Regions from separate parts of the Mus musculus genome. Here region 1 is linked to region 2. A link is a contact called in public Micro-C data. All regions are on one chromosome and are shown on one strand. Each heading gives the region's core, a stretch centred on a gene start, on an enhancer-like site or on the middle of the called end of the contact. The rest is flanking DNA. Distances are from core to core; before and after follow the strand shown.

Region 1 (6,137 bases), core at 407-2,906, 210 kb before region 2:
TCAACATGCCAGACTTTGCAAACATAAGGATAGGACACTTGTGTTTGAATTTCAATTTGATTCATTGATTGATTGATTGAAACTTGAATTTCAATCATTATTAACATAAATGTGTGTCAGACAGGAGTTGAAATACACATAAAGCAAAAGGCTACTATGATTGTTAGTCCCTAAGTTAAATTTAACTGGATGCTGCTGTATTTTATCCTAAGTGGAGTGGGTGCATCTTCAACATTCTGAGGGTTCTGGGGCAGTCTCCAGGTGCCACTTTGCTGAGGTAGTTACTTACAAAATAATTCTGGTGCCCGAGTCCCCCCGTTCTGTTCTGTTTCCGTTGTTATGGCTGTGAGAACTTAAGGAAAGAGAGGCTGATTTGCACTCAGGGTTCCAGAGGGCTCAACTCATGTGTGCTTGGTCCCAGGCACAGAGTACTATTAGATTAAAAGACTAGTGGATTAAAGGACATGAAAGGCAGAAAGCTAGCTTCCTGCTCAAAGATTGCACTTCCCAGTGTCCCTTGTATGGTACCAGAGTCTTTTTCTCCCCTGTAAAGGTTGCAAACAGCTTTCTGTGGGAAATTTCTCTCATTCCCATGCATGCTGGGGTTGACTCATCTGCCTGCTTGGTGATCTGAGATGACCCTAATAAACATGGTCCTGCCTTTTCAAAAGGTCAGATTCGATCCTGCCTTTTCTGCCTCTCTCTGATGATCTAGCAAGGACTACTGTTCATCTCCGTGGACCGGGGAGCTGAGAGAGTAGTCAGGAAGTGGCCTAAACAACCCTAGTGACCTATTCACCCAACCAGTCCTCCTAAATATCCAAAGTGTGACCAAATAGCCAAAGTTTCCAGAACTTTGTGAAAGAGCAAGGCCAGCTGGGTACCATGTGTTCAAAACACGAATCTGTGCAGATCATTTTAACCTAAAGTAGTAACAATCTCATTTCCAGAAACAGAATTTGGATCCATTCTGTCACTAGGGAGTTTGAAAACTCGAGGGGTGGGGGAGTGTGGCGTAATTTGAAGGCAGGACCACTGTGTTAGCCTGACTTAATCTGAACCACTAAAGATGTGTCTCCTCTTTCAGAGGAGAAGGGACCAAAATATTTAAAGAAATGATGAGTTTCCTGTTAGGGAGGTAGGTTGTGATAGCTGCTGAGGGCATTATGGTTCTGAGTCAGGAGATTGCAGTGAGGGTGGGCAGGACAGGAGGGGAGTGGGTGGGATGAGCCCCCACACACTCACACGGACACCATCATTGTCACCGCCACCTTCCCAGCTCTGAAATTTCATGGTACACACACACACACACACACACACACACACACACACACACACACACACACACACACACACACACTGTACCCAGTAGCATTTAAAAAGGTTGACTCGCAGTGAGGTCGCGGATCAGCTGGAAAGTGCAACCAAATCTCCGGTCTCTGAGAACGTGCGGCTCCGCGACGGGTCCACGGGACCTCTCTGTACTATTATGGTCACTTGTAGTCAGTTCATCAGTATTTCAAAAGATAGTTTCCAATAAATTAATCCTTCAGTGTTGAACTGCAGTTTAGTCGCAGACGCAGCCTGAGGGCGGTCCCTTCCTGCTGGTGGGGACGAAATCCTCCCCGAGTGCAGGGACAGAAACAGCCCTTCCGACCGCGTACACACAAGCACGAAAGAAGGCCAGTGGGTCGCACCGAAAATCGCGCCTCGGCTGCTCTCTGAGGCTTAGGAGTTCCTCGAAGGGCGACGCCAGCACCTCGTCCAGCATCAATTAGCAATCTGTGAACTAATAATGAAAACCAAAAGCCAATTCTCAGCGAAAGAAGGTGCTGGCCGTGGCCCGCAGTGACTCTTTGTAGGTGTTGAACGTGTGTGTGTGTGTGTGTGTGTGTGTGTGTGTGTGTGTGTGTGTGTGTGTGTGTGTGTGTGTGTGTGTGTGTGTATTTTTAGATAAGGACTTATTCTGCATGTGGTAATTAGGGCCCCAAGGGGTTGCGATTTTTTTCCCCGTTCTCCCCCACGGGTTAGCTAAGTGGCAGGAGGAGGCAGCTCAAATTCCCACACATCTGGGGTACACAGATACAGCCTCTAATTTCCTGTCGGCGCCACTGGTTTCTTTCGAATTACTTGCTAAGTAAATGATTGTTATAAAACGATGAAGATTCGGTCAATCAAATTAACCCCTTTTGTCCATTACCTCCCTCCCCCAGCACAGTGGTCCCCTTCATTTGCCTAAACTCCTGGCTCGGGACAATGAGTTCCATCTCCCAGGCCCCAGCTATGCTCAAACTGGCCCAGTGTAACCTGAGCGAGAACCCAAGGCCCCCAATTGTTTTGCTAATCAAGATTATTGGCCCATTGAGATGTGAAGGCGCAGCCTGGCTGACAAAAATTGTCAGTTTCCCATGAAATAGTTCTCTCAGTTTAGCCTGGGTGCGGGCAACTATTAGCATATAAATGAAGATTCTCCCTCCTCGGCCCTTCCTCCTCCCTGTCCGTTCCCCCATCCCAAAGGGATGCGAAGAAAATATAAACACACCCCACCCCCAGCTCCCAACCCCCGAGGAGCTTAATCCCGCCAGCGTTTCTCCCGGGTCTGGAAATTTGTGGGCACCAGGCTCAAAGACTGCCTCTGGGAGAGACTCATTTGAACAAAGCTACTTTTAAAGCCATGGCTGCCAGGGCCTAGTCCCCTGCTGACTGTAAGAGCCACTAGCTGTGCTGGGAGGGCACAAATGGCCCAGTGAATGCCAGGGCGAATCTCCAACACAACCTTGGGGACGGTGGCAAAGCCAAGCATGGCTCAGGGGTCAGCCACCCAGACCACTAGCTGGCTGGACCTCCAAAACCGTCCCTGGCCTGCTTTTCTTACTCTGGTTTAAGGGCTGAGGGTCGGTTGGGCATGGCCTTGGTAACCTTGTCTGTTTTCTACCGGACTGTCAGGACAGCCTGACACACAGCTGAGCTAACTGAACACAGAGAAAGTCCCCTCTTCTTGTCTTCTGGTGTAAACTTAGAGCCACAAGGAAGAAAGGGAATATTTTATGTTTAAATGTCATGTATAATGATATATCTTTATTAGCTGAGTGATATTGGCATAAGCAAATCGCCAAAGACACAATGAAAACATTTTTGCATGTATGACCAAGATAAAACCGTATGTGGGTTTAGACACTTGGAGCTGACTTCACTTCCCATGAACTTGGCTTTCTTGGCTCCTAGGTTCCAGAAGCTCCCACCACGCCCCTTAAATTAACACTTCCCCATCCCTCTGCCTCCTGCTACCTGATAGGAAAGGACATCTAATTGCAAAGTGTTCCTAGGAGGCCCACAAGGAAGAATCAAGTCCCTGAAGTGGTCCTGGCCCGTGTGTCCACCCATCCAATGCAATCCTCTCCAACAAAACCACTGTGGACACGTGGGGCTTTGAAGTCCCGGAGCCTGGATCTCAGTGTTGGCCAAACTCTTGACGCTTGGAATCAGAAATAGCTTTGTTTTTATTTGACATGAGTTTGGGATTTTCATGCTGAGAATATGGACTGAGAGATAACTAGGACTTTACCATTGGCTCTATAGATGTAATATATGATTTGATCATTAAAAGTTATAGAAGCAAGTGATAGGTGATTTCTCTGCCTATGAAATGAGCCAAATCAATACAGGCTAGGTTAGATAAAGGCAGGGGAATTGGGAAGCTGCTCTCCAGAGGGTTCACTGGCTCCAAGAGTGGAGGCCAGGGAAGTCACCACGGGGAAAGAGAAGCGGGGGAAGTGGAAACAGAAAGAAAGGGTGTGCACAAAGAGAGGAAGAAAGAGGGGGGGCAAGGGAGAGAGAGGAAGAGGAGTAAAAGGAGAGGGAGAGAGAGCAAAATATCTGGATTATATGGAAGAGCCTCTAGGGGAAGGGCAGCCTAGAACCTTGGCTGGAAAGTTTAAGGTTGGGTGTGGGGTGTGCAAGGTAGGGGACTGAGGGATGCTGGGAGAACCTGGAGGCCAAGTCTGCTTTGATATGTAAAATATGCACCTCAGTCCCTCTTCCCAGGGTGGAAAGCAAACAGCAGTTTCTTTCTCTGGGCTTTCATTTGTTCCTCTATAAACAAGAGAAACAAGTTAACTCTTTGAAGGTCGTGGAAAAAAAATTACAAGATTATGTTTTTGTAAAGTGCCCAGGTTGTCTGGCATACAGCAAGAGCAAGCCTTTTTGTCAAATCACAGGGGAGGAAAATTTAGCAAAACTTTTTATCCCTTGATTTAGTTTGTGGTTGCAGTTTATAAATAGCAAGACCGTCTTTATTTCTTGCTAATGATCTAAATTTTCTTTTAAGATAAATTTATTGTTCTGGTTTTGTTGTTTGTCCAGAAAGACCACACCAGGCCAAACAGTTCCAAGTGAGGTTTACTGAAGGAGAGACGGGCAAAGGTGGCTGTGAAAAGAGAAGGGGGAACAGAGAGACAGAGATCAAATAATCAAAGGGGTCTTCCTTTTATATGGATAGTGACATAGCCACAGGTAAAGGAAGGAGGTGAGCCAAGTGGATTCTGAGAATATGGTGGCTGTTGCCTTGGCAACAAGTGTGCGGGAGGCCCTATAGCCTAGGTGTGATGTCACTGGGTTCGGAGATCCTGATACCAACAGGTTTCATTTCTGTTGCTGTGAAAAAAAAATGTCTTAACCAAAAAACACTGCAAAGACCACAATGAAAGGTAAGAGGTTACAGGCCTGAGCTCTGTTTTCATCAAACTTTCCCTTCCTGTTTTTTCTTAATTTGTTCCTAGCAAGGAAACGAATTAAGAGGACTTTCCTTCTCAAGGTCTTAGTGGTTCCAGTCCATGGGGTAATCTCTTCTGTTCCTAAACTGTGAGGAACTGACCAACACAGCTGAAGGGCATGAGGGAGTGAAGCGGCTCAACTCTCAGCAGCCAGGAAGCTAGGGAGAACAATTAGAGGAAAGGGGTTGAGTTGGGTAAGGTGCATTCTTCCAGGGCACTCCCCCAGGGATCTACCTCATAGTCAGCACCCACCTTCTACTGCTCACCACCTCCTCATAACCAATCATATCATCAATCCATCGAGGCATTAGTCAGATGATAAAGGCAGAGCCCTCTTGGTTTCCTCAGCCTTCAGCTCCACCAGCTAAATGAACTTTCAATAAGCAAGTCATCTGTGGGGATAATTCCTAACCAAACCAGGAAAGGCTTAATCCAATTAGACAGGTATCCTCATTAAAAAGAGGGAGTGTCTAGAAGTGTAGCCTCAAACCTGTTATCCCAACACTCAAGACGTTGAGATAGGAAAATTCCTCATGGGTTCAAAACCAGTCTGGGCTGCACAGTAAGTTCCAGAAGAGACTGTACTACAGAGTGAGATCTTGTCAAAGCAGAAAGAATAGGAAGAGTAGGAGAAAGAAGTACAAGGAATACGCAGAAACAGAGGAAAAGTTCTCCTTGGTAGCCTTGTGAAAAGCAAGGTAATTTGAAACTTTTGTCCTTGAAATTTGTGCTGGCTAGTCTTATGTCAACTTGACATGCAAACTAGAGTTGTCTGAAAGGAGGGAACCTCAGTAGAGAAGATGACTCCAAAAAATCTAATTATAAGGCATTTTCTTAATTAGTGGTTGTTAAGAGAGGACCACGCCCATTTTGGGTGGTTCCATCCCTAGGCTGGTGGTCCTGTGTTCTATAAGAAAGCAGTCTGAGCAAGCCTTTGGAAGCAAGACAATTAGCAGCACTCCTTCATGGTCTCTTCATCAGCTCCTGCCTCCAGGTTCCTGCCCTGTTTGAGTTCCTGTCCTGACTTCCTTCAATGATGAACAGCAGTATGGAAGTATAAGCCGAATTAACCCTTTCCTCCCCAACTTGCTTTTCGGTCATGGTGTTTCATTTGCAGCAATAGAGACCCTAACTATGACAAGTTTGCCTTACTCCCACAGAGCTATTAGGAGGCAGTGTTTGTGAGACATGTAATGTGGACTGTCAACATGAGTGGGTTGAGAAGCTCCTAGGTGATGAGTTCCAGTATGCCCCTCAGCTCATTTCTAGAGAGCTGTAAGAGAAAAAAAAAAGCTGACTGAGAGGAGAACCATGATGTAAACTGGAGGAGGTCAGTGGAACTAAATCGGACAGGGAGAAAGCTCT
Region 2 (5,946 bases), core at 1,071-3,570:
TCAGCACCATATATTAGATTACTTTTAAAAGCAGCTGTAGAGAGAGAACATGTAGAAAGAAATAGCGGCGTGGTCTGACATTAGGTGCAACCATGTTTATTCATATTAAGGGGGTTTCTTTGTCACCCATGTGTGTAGGTGGCCAAAATGCCTCTAGGGGAAGATGGGATGTGTCCACTTATGGGGGCAGAAATGACTTCTGTAGTCCACAAAGGAAGCTGAGAAGTGTAGTCCTTCAGTTGGAAACTTACTTTTGTGCAGAGCAGATGAGCAAGAAAAAGAGCTCTCGAATGAGGGAGTACCCATCCGGCCCAGCTCCCTACCTGGCGTCGTGCTCAAATCTGACATGCACGGCTCCATCTGTCCACTAATGCACTGCTGCTAACTCCTCTGCATCCCTGCAGCATCTGTCCCCTATCTACTGAGCTTGACTATCTACTTACAATAGTCCCGGAAACCATCAGTCCACTTCACAGATGAGGAAACTGAGGCTCAGAGCAGGAAATATCATGTAAGGGCAGAGGGGTGGAGTGATGTTGCGGAGTGTGTGTCCTGGGCTGTTGCTTGACTCTCTCTTGTTACTCCTTCATAAACTGTGATGTCATCTGAGCTTCCACCATTCCAGGCCTTTCCCACGAGGTAACAGGACTGAGTCCGTTTTAGGTTTAAGGTCGCAAGACACAGAAAGTTGAGTCCCTTTTCTAAGTGTGCAGGTCAGGAAGGCAGCAACAGAGAGTGACTGGCCTCTTCCCATGGCGAATCTGAAGGATGTACCAGGTCATCTCCAGTCACAACACTGTCACTCTAGGAATAGGGGAATAGGGGCGTATTGAAATGGCTCTTTTCTTGGCCCTCTTGTCCTCACACACCTCTACGGTGCTACAGTCCCTGCCATGTGATCAAACCTGGACTTATCTTCAGAAAGTGATGGGTACCTAAGTTGATATTAGAAATGAAGCACAAGGCTAGAGGGATGTCTCAGCACACTGGCTGGTCTTTCAGAGGATAGAGCAGGGGTGGGAGAGTGCACGTCAAACACCCGCACCCACATGGCATCTCATGAGCACTTGTAACTCCAGTCTCAGAAGATCTGATGCCCTCTTCCTCTGTCAAAGCACACTGCGTGCATGTGGTGCACAGGATAGACACGCATTCAGGCAAACACTCACATACATTAAATAAAAATAAAACCTTAGAAAGATTGTTTAATACAATTTATGTGTATGAGGCACCCAGCAGAGGGGATGAAATGGATGCAGAGAGGTCTCCAGGACTGGTACTGGAGAAGGCTTGTGGGTGCTGGCTTTGGTCTCTCCTTAAGTGGCACAGCTGGCCTGGTGAGGTTCAGCATCAAGAGCTTGTCGACGTCCCAGCCCATTTTTTTTACCTGATGCATTAGCATATCCTTATGATATCTGTTATCCTAATTACATCTATTTTCCAGGTATAGACAGACATACCCCCGAGTTGGGGTGCCCATTAGCAAATCACACGGGCCTTTGCAGCTGTGTTTTGATTAGCAGAAAAGGGCTCTTTGGCATCAGAGAACTAAAATCACCTTTTAGGGTATGACAAGCTCAGCCGAGCATCTCACAAGTGAAAATCAGAGGTTTCTCTGAGGCAGGCTGAGAGGGAACCAGGAGAAATTAAAAGGAGACCAGCCTTTAATGGTTTCAGCTGCGAGAGTTCAGTCATAACGCTATCCAGCAAACAGCACGGCAGGGCGCTCTTCCGGGCCCCCTGGAATGCTTCTAGAAGAATGGCAAGGAGGGCCTCGGGGGACCACCCAAAGTCACCACCTGCCCAGGAAGGGCTTCAGCAATGAAAATGCAGAAGTCAAGGATGCTTGCAGGCTGGAAACCAAGCCATACATTCACTCCCACAAGCTCCGAAGGCTCGCACGCTCCATTGAAATCATTACACAAATCACTCCAAGTCCTCTTTGTACCCAGGCTCCTTTTACATTGATTTCTAAGCTCTACAGTGGACTTCCAGGCCACTGCTCTTTCTACTCACCAGAAGGCTGAATCTAAAGATGTGGCTCACACGTGAGGGGAGAAAAGAGGATCCTTTGTAAAGAAAAAGAGCATTCTTGGCCTTTTCTGAAGTCCCTTCCTAGGCGACACTCAAATCAGGTACCCAAACATGTAAAGTATTACCAACGGAAAGTAGTAGGGCTGAAAAACACCTGCAGGAAGGAATCCTGTCTTCGTTATTTCATTGCTAAGGAAAGCATTCCTGGATGAAGGAAAGACTTTGGCAGGTGCAGGGTGGGGCAAAGCTTTGTGGCCTGAAAGTGCATTTCACATTCCAGTTTACACCGGCCCCTCTGACGGAGGATCACTCCGCTTCTGTCTTCTCCACTAGTGTTCACTGAGGATTTACTATATCCCAGGGACTGTGGACGAGGACACAATTTTCATTTGCACTCCGGGGAGCTAGATCTGAAAGAGAAGAGTTTAGATAGGGCAGTCTCCCTGAAGAAGCCTTTGAGCCCTTCCGCCAAGGTACATGAGCCAGCCATACTGGAGCAGGTGAGGAGCTGCCTGTCCAGGCAGGGGACAGAACCCCACAGAGTCTGGAGAGAGCCGAGAATGAGTCAGACCAGCTAAGCTGACAAAGTGAGTGAGACCAGAAGCAGCCTGTGAGGGGTGTGGGTGTAGCCTCTTTCATACTATACCTAAATGTGCATGCTGTTGTGGTTGTTGCTGTTGTTAAATAGATTAGGCAACTCTTAGACTTTAGTAAGTGTTGGGCTCACCTGGAACTCTTGGTTAGGCTCCCAGGAATGCTACTAGTACAACAGGACCTGGAAACCTTCATCTCTACCAAGTTCCCAGGTGACGCTGGCCACCTTAGGAACCAATGCATTAAAAACACTTCACCTTTAATCACTGTCATTTTATTTATTTATTTATTTATTTATTTATTTAGTTAGTTAGTTAGTTAGTTAGTTAGTTAGTTAGTTAGTTAGTTAGTTAGTTAGTTTTTCGAGACAGGGTTTCTCTGTATAGCCCTGGCTATCCTGGAACTCACTCTGTAGACCAGGCTGGCCTCGAACTCAGAAATCCGCCTGCCTCTGCCTCCCAAGTGCTGGGATTAAAGGCGTGCGCCACCACGCCAGGTTTATTTATTCTTTTTTATGATTTTTTTGTAATACATATGTGCACTGGATCCTAATGGACAAAGATTTGCTTTTGAGTCGGGGCATTTCTCTGTTGAAGCCTTGACCAGGAGAGACTCTCTAATACCCTCCTATAGACTGATAAACTGATAATTCATTTACTTATTGCATTGCTAGGGACCAAGCCAAAGACCTTGCACATGGTGGGCATTGTCCTACCACTGAGTTGCAGGCCTGTACCAGAAAATGAATTGTTTAAGAGTGGCCCAGAACCAAACATGATCGGAAATCTGGCAGGAGAGAGGGCTTAGCAGTTAAAAGCATTTGCTGCTCTGCCAGAGGACTACGTTCCATTCTCAGCTCCAATGGGGGGCAGCTTATGCAGCCACCTGTAACCCCAGTTCTGGTCTCAGCAGTCACTGCCGTGATACACACAGACACATAGACAAGTACACATAAATAAAAATGAAAGAAAGGAAACTACTAGAGGCTCCTAAGCTAACTCTCTGGTGTTCTACTTGGTTCATAGGAAATCTTGTGACTTCCTTGAAAAAATAAATTTTAAATGCAGGTGAAAACTGCGAACAAATTCTTGCTGGGTCAGAAGACTCTTTTTTTTTTTTTTTTTTTTTTTTCGAGACAGGGTTTCTCTGTGTAGCCCTGGCTGTCCTGGAACTCACTCTGTAGACCAGGCTGGCCTCGAACTCAGAAATCCACCTGCCTCTGCCTCCCGAGTGCTGGGATTAAAGGCGTGTGCCACCACACCCGGCTCCAGAAGACTCTTTTATTGATGGTCTTGACCATCATGACCTACAGAACCCTCCAAAACACAGTTCAACTTCGGCGTGGAGTGGAGGACAGTACTCCTCCGAGCCACCTGCCCCAGGGTGCAGCCCTCAGGAGCTCCCGTCTGTGGCGACGGTCCTGTTCCACCTACACACTGCGGCAGCTGCCCACACAGTCCAGCAGCACGTGTCCTCGGCTCAGCTGAAGTGTGACATGCGCTAGGGAGCCCCCCACCCCCATTCAGGCATGGGGGTTACTTTTCCTACAATCCAGCTCTGCACTCCTAAAAACTACATTAAGTCCAGATCTCCCTGTGAAACTGAGGGCGAGACCCAAGCTCTCTGTCCTTGGCTGGCTCTGATGTCACCTACAAGAGTGTCTAACAATATGCAGACCAGAACTTCCCTCCCTCTAAGGACCTAGCTAAGGGAGCATCTCTGCTGTCTACATCACCTCTGGGAACTTAACACACATTCATTCATTCATTCATTCATTCATTCATTCATTCATTCACTCATTCATTCATTTTTGCATGTCTTTACCCAGAATCCACTCTTGACTGTAGCAGCAGGAATACTCCGTCCTTATTCTTAGAATCGGCTCACTTCTCAGCATCTTCCCCAGCTTGTTGAATAACTCAAGACATCAGTGCCCTTCCTAGGAATTCAGTGCAGCCAGTGGGGCCCAGGTGTGCGAGCATGAAGCAGTGGGGCTGCAGGGTCCACAGGGATAACAAATCTATCGCCTTGTGTACTATGGAAAGATGGACTCTACATGCAAGGACAGGCTTGCTTGGGGTCACGTGGTGTGTGGCTGGCAGAGCTGTGTCGATGCCGTCTGAAACCTCAGTGGCCTGCCCTCTGGCCCTCCTACAGTTGTCTTATCCCTGACCTGCCTCTCCCTCGTGATCTTCTGGTTACTGTGTGAAATAAGGCTGTCCGGTTGTAATGTATGGAGATCGGTGACTGTGGCAAAGTTGCTGACATTTGGGGACATTCTCGTTTACTCTCCGTGATATGGTGGCATTCTAGAGAGCACTTTCAGTTGTGACGCCCAGACCAGGAACATCAGACACACTGAGCTGACCTCCTCCTCAGCCTTTCTGAATGCCCTCCTGGCACAGCTTAAAGTAAATAGCTAATGTCTTTCCCGCTTCACCAAGTCAAAAGAGCCAACCTTTGAAAATCCAGGCAACCAGCATGCATCTCTCTTGAGCACTTTTCTTTCTGCCCTGAAGGGAGAGCCTTTAGCTATCCATCCACTTACCTCCGCTCATGCTGTGCCAGGAGACTTGCAGTCCAGAGTCCGGAGTCAACTCATACACAGCCCCGACCTTGGGGGGTTCGTGTCGGTGCAGCTGCTACACTGCACAGTTTGACAACAGATGCTCTTATAGCCCTGGTAAGGCTCTGACTTGCACACCCATGTCTCCTAGTCTGTCTGTGGCCTTTCTGTTGGTAGATGTGATGTGGTACGCATTCGCTCAGCTCCTTAACCATTCTGAAAGACCCTACACCTTTCTCAGAGAATCCTCTGGAATAAGAAGTGAGAGATCAGACTTTTAGAATTCCTAAAGACAACAACAAAAGCAAGGCCACAAATGACCAGGGAGAGTCCCCTCCCTGCTCCTACGGAAGCTTCCCCTCTTTAGCACCAGATGATTCTGGATCTATGGGACTGTGCCCCAGGCCTCCTTGCCTAGCAACTGCCCTGCAGGATCATCCAGAGAGTCACCACTAAGCTCAGTACAGATTCAGGGCTGGGGTGGGACCACATGAAACAGCAGAGGCCATTCAGGGATCCAGGAAATTAAAATGAAAGATGCGTCCAACACCTCTAAGTGAGTTATGGATTATTTTAGGTGGCCCATGTCCCCTAGGGAGTCGGGGTGGGGGTGCGGGGGGGGGGGCGGGTCACAGGTGGAAAGAAGCAGTGTGCAAGGGGACAGAATAGAGCTAGCATTCTGGAAAAGATGAGCTATGCCCTGCATCTCTGCAGCCCCTCTTTCTCATCTCCATCACCTTTATAGGCCATGC

Evidence for each region. Hi-C and Micro-C count contacts between places; a contact is called where the count stands out from the background.
Region 1: a contact with region 2 is called in a Micro-C map of embryonic stem cells, with 2.3 times the contacts expected there. The contact joins two enhancer-like sites. A contact is called at or near these places in 5 of 484 Hi-C or Micro-C datasets (embryonic stem cells and nephron progenitors), 9 of 115 datasets of contacts at active chromatin or transcription factors (embryonic basal ganglia, embryonic forebrain, embryonic stem cells and 1 more) and 1 of 9 other capture datasets (embryonic stem cells).

The regions. Positions count from the first base shown.
Region 1 is chr8:89,268,065-89,274,201 of GRCm38.p6, reverse strand. No RefSeq gene overlaps it. Among named protein-coding and RNA genes, the nearest start is that of Gm35542, 52 kb to the right of the region's middle. RefSeq lists an enhancer at 720-3,537. Within about 2 kb of position 1,656, at least 53 of the 459 cell types and tissues checked have an H3K27ac peak or open chromatin away from gene starts, as enhancers often do. A contact at or near this core is called in embryonic stem cells, where this site is marked.
Region 2 is chr8:89,060,190-89,066,135 of GRCm38.p6, reverse strand. All of the region lies in intron 2 of Gm3134 (predicted gene 3134), which reads right to left. Among named protein-coding and RNA genes, the nearest start is that of Sall1, 20 kb to the right of the region's middle. Within about 2 kb of position 2,320, at least 9 of the 459 cell types and tissues checked have an H3K27ac peak or open chromatin away from gene starts, as enhancers often do. A contact at or near this core is called in embryonic stem cells, where this site is marked.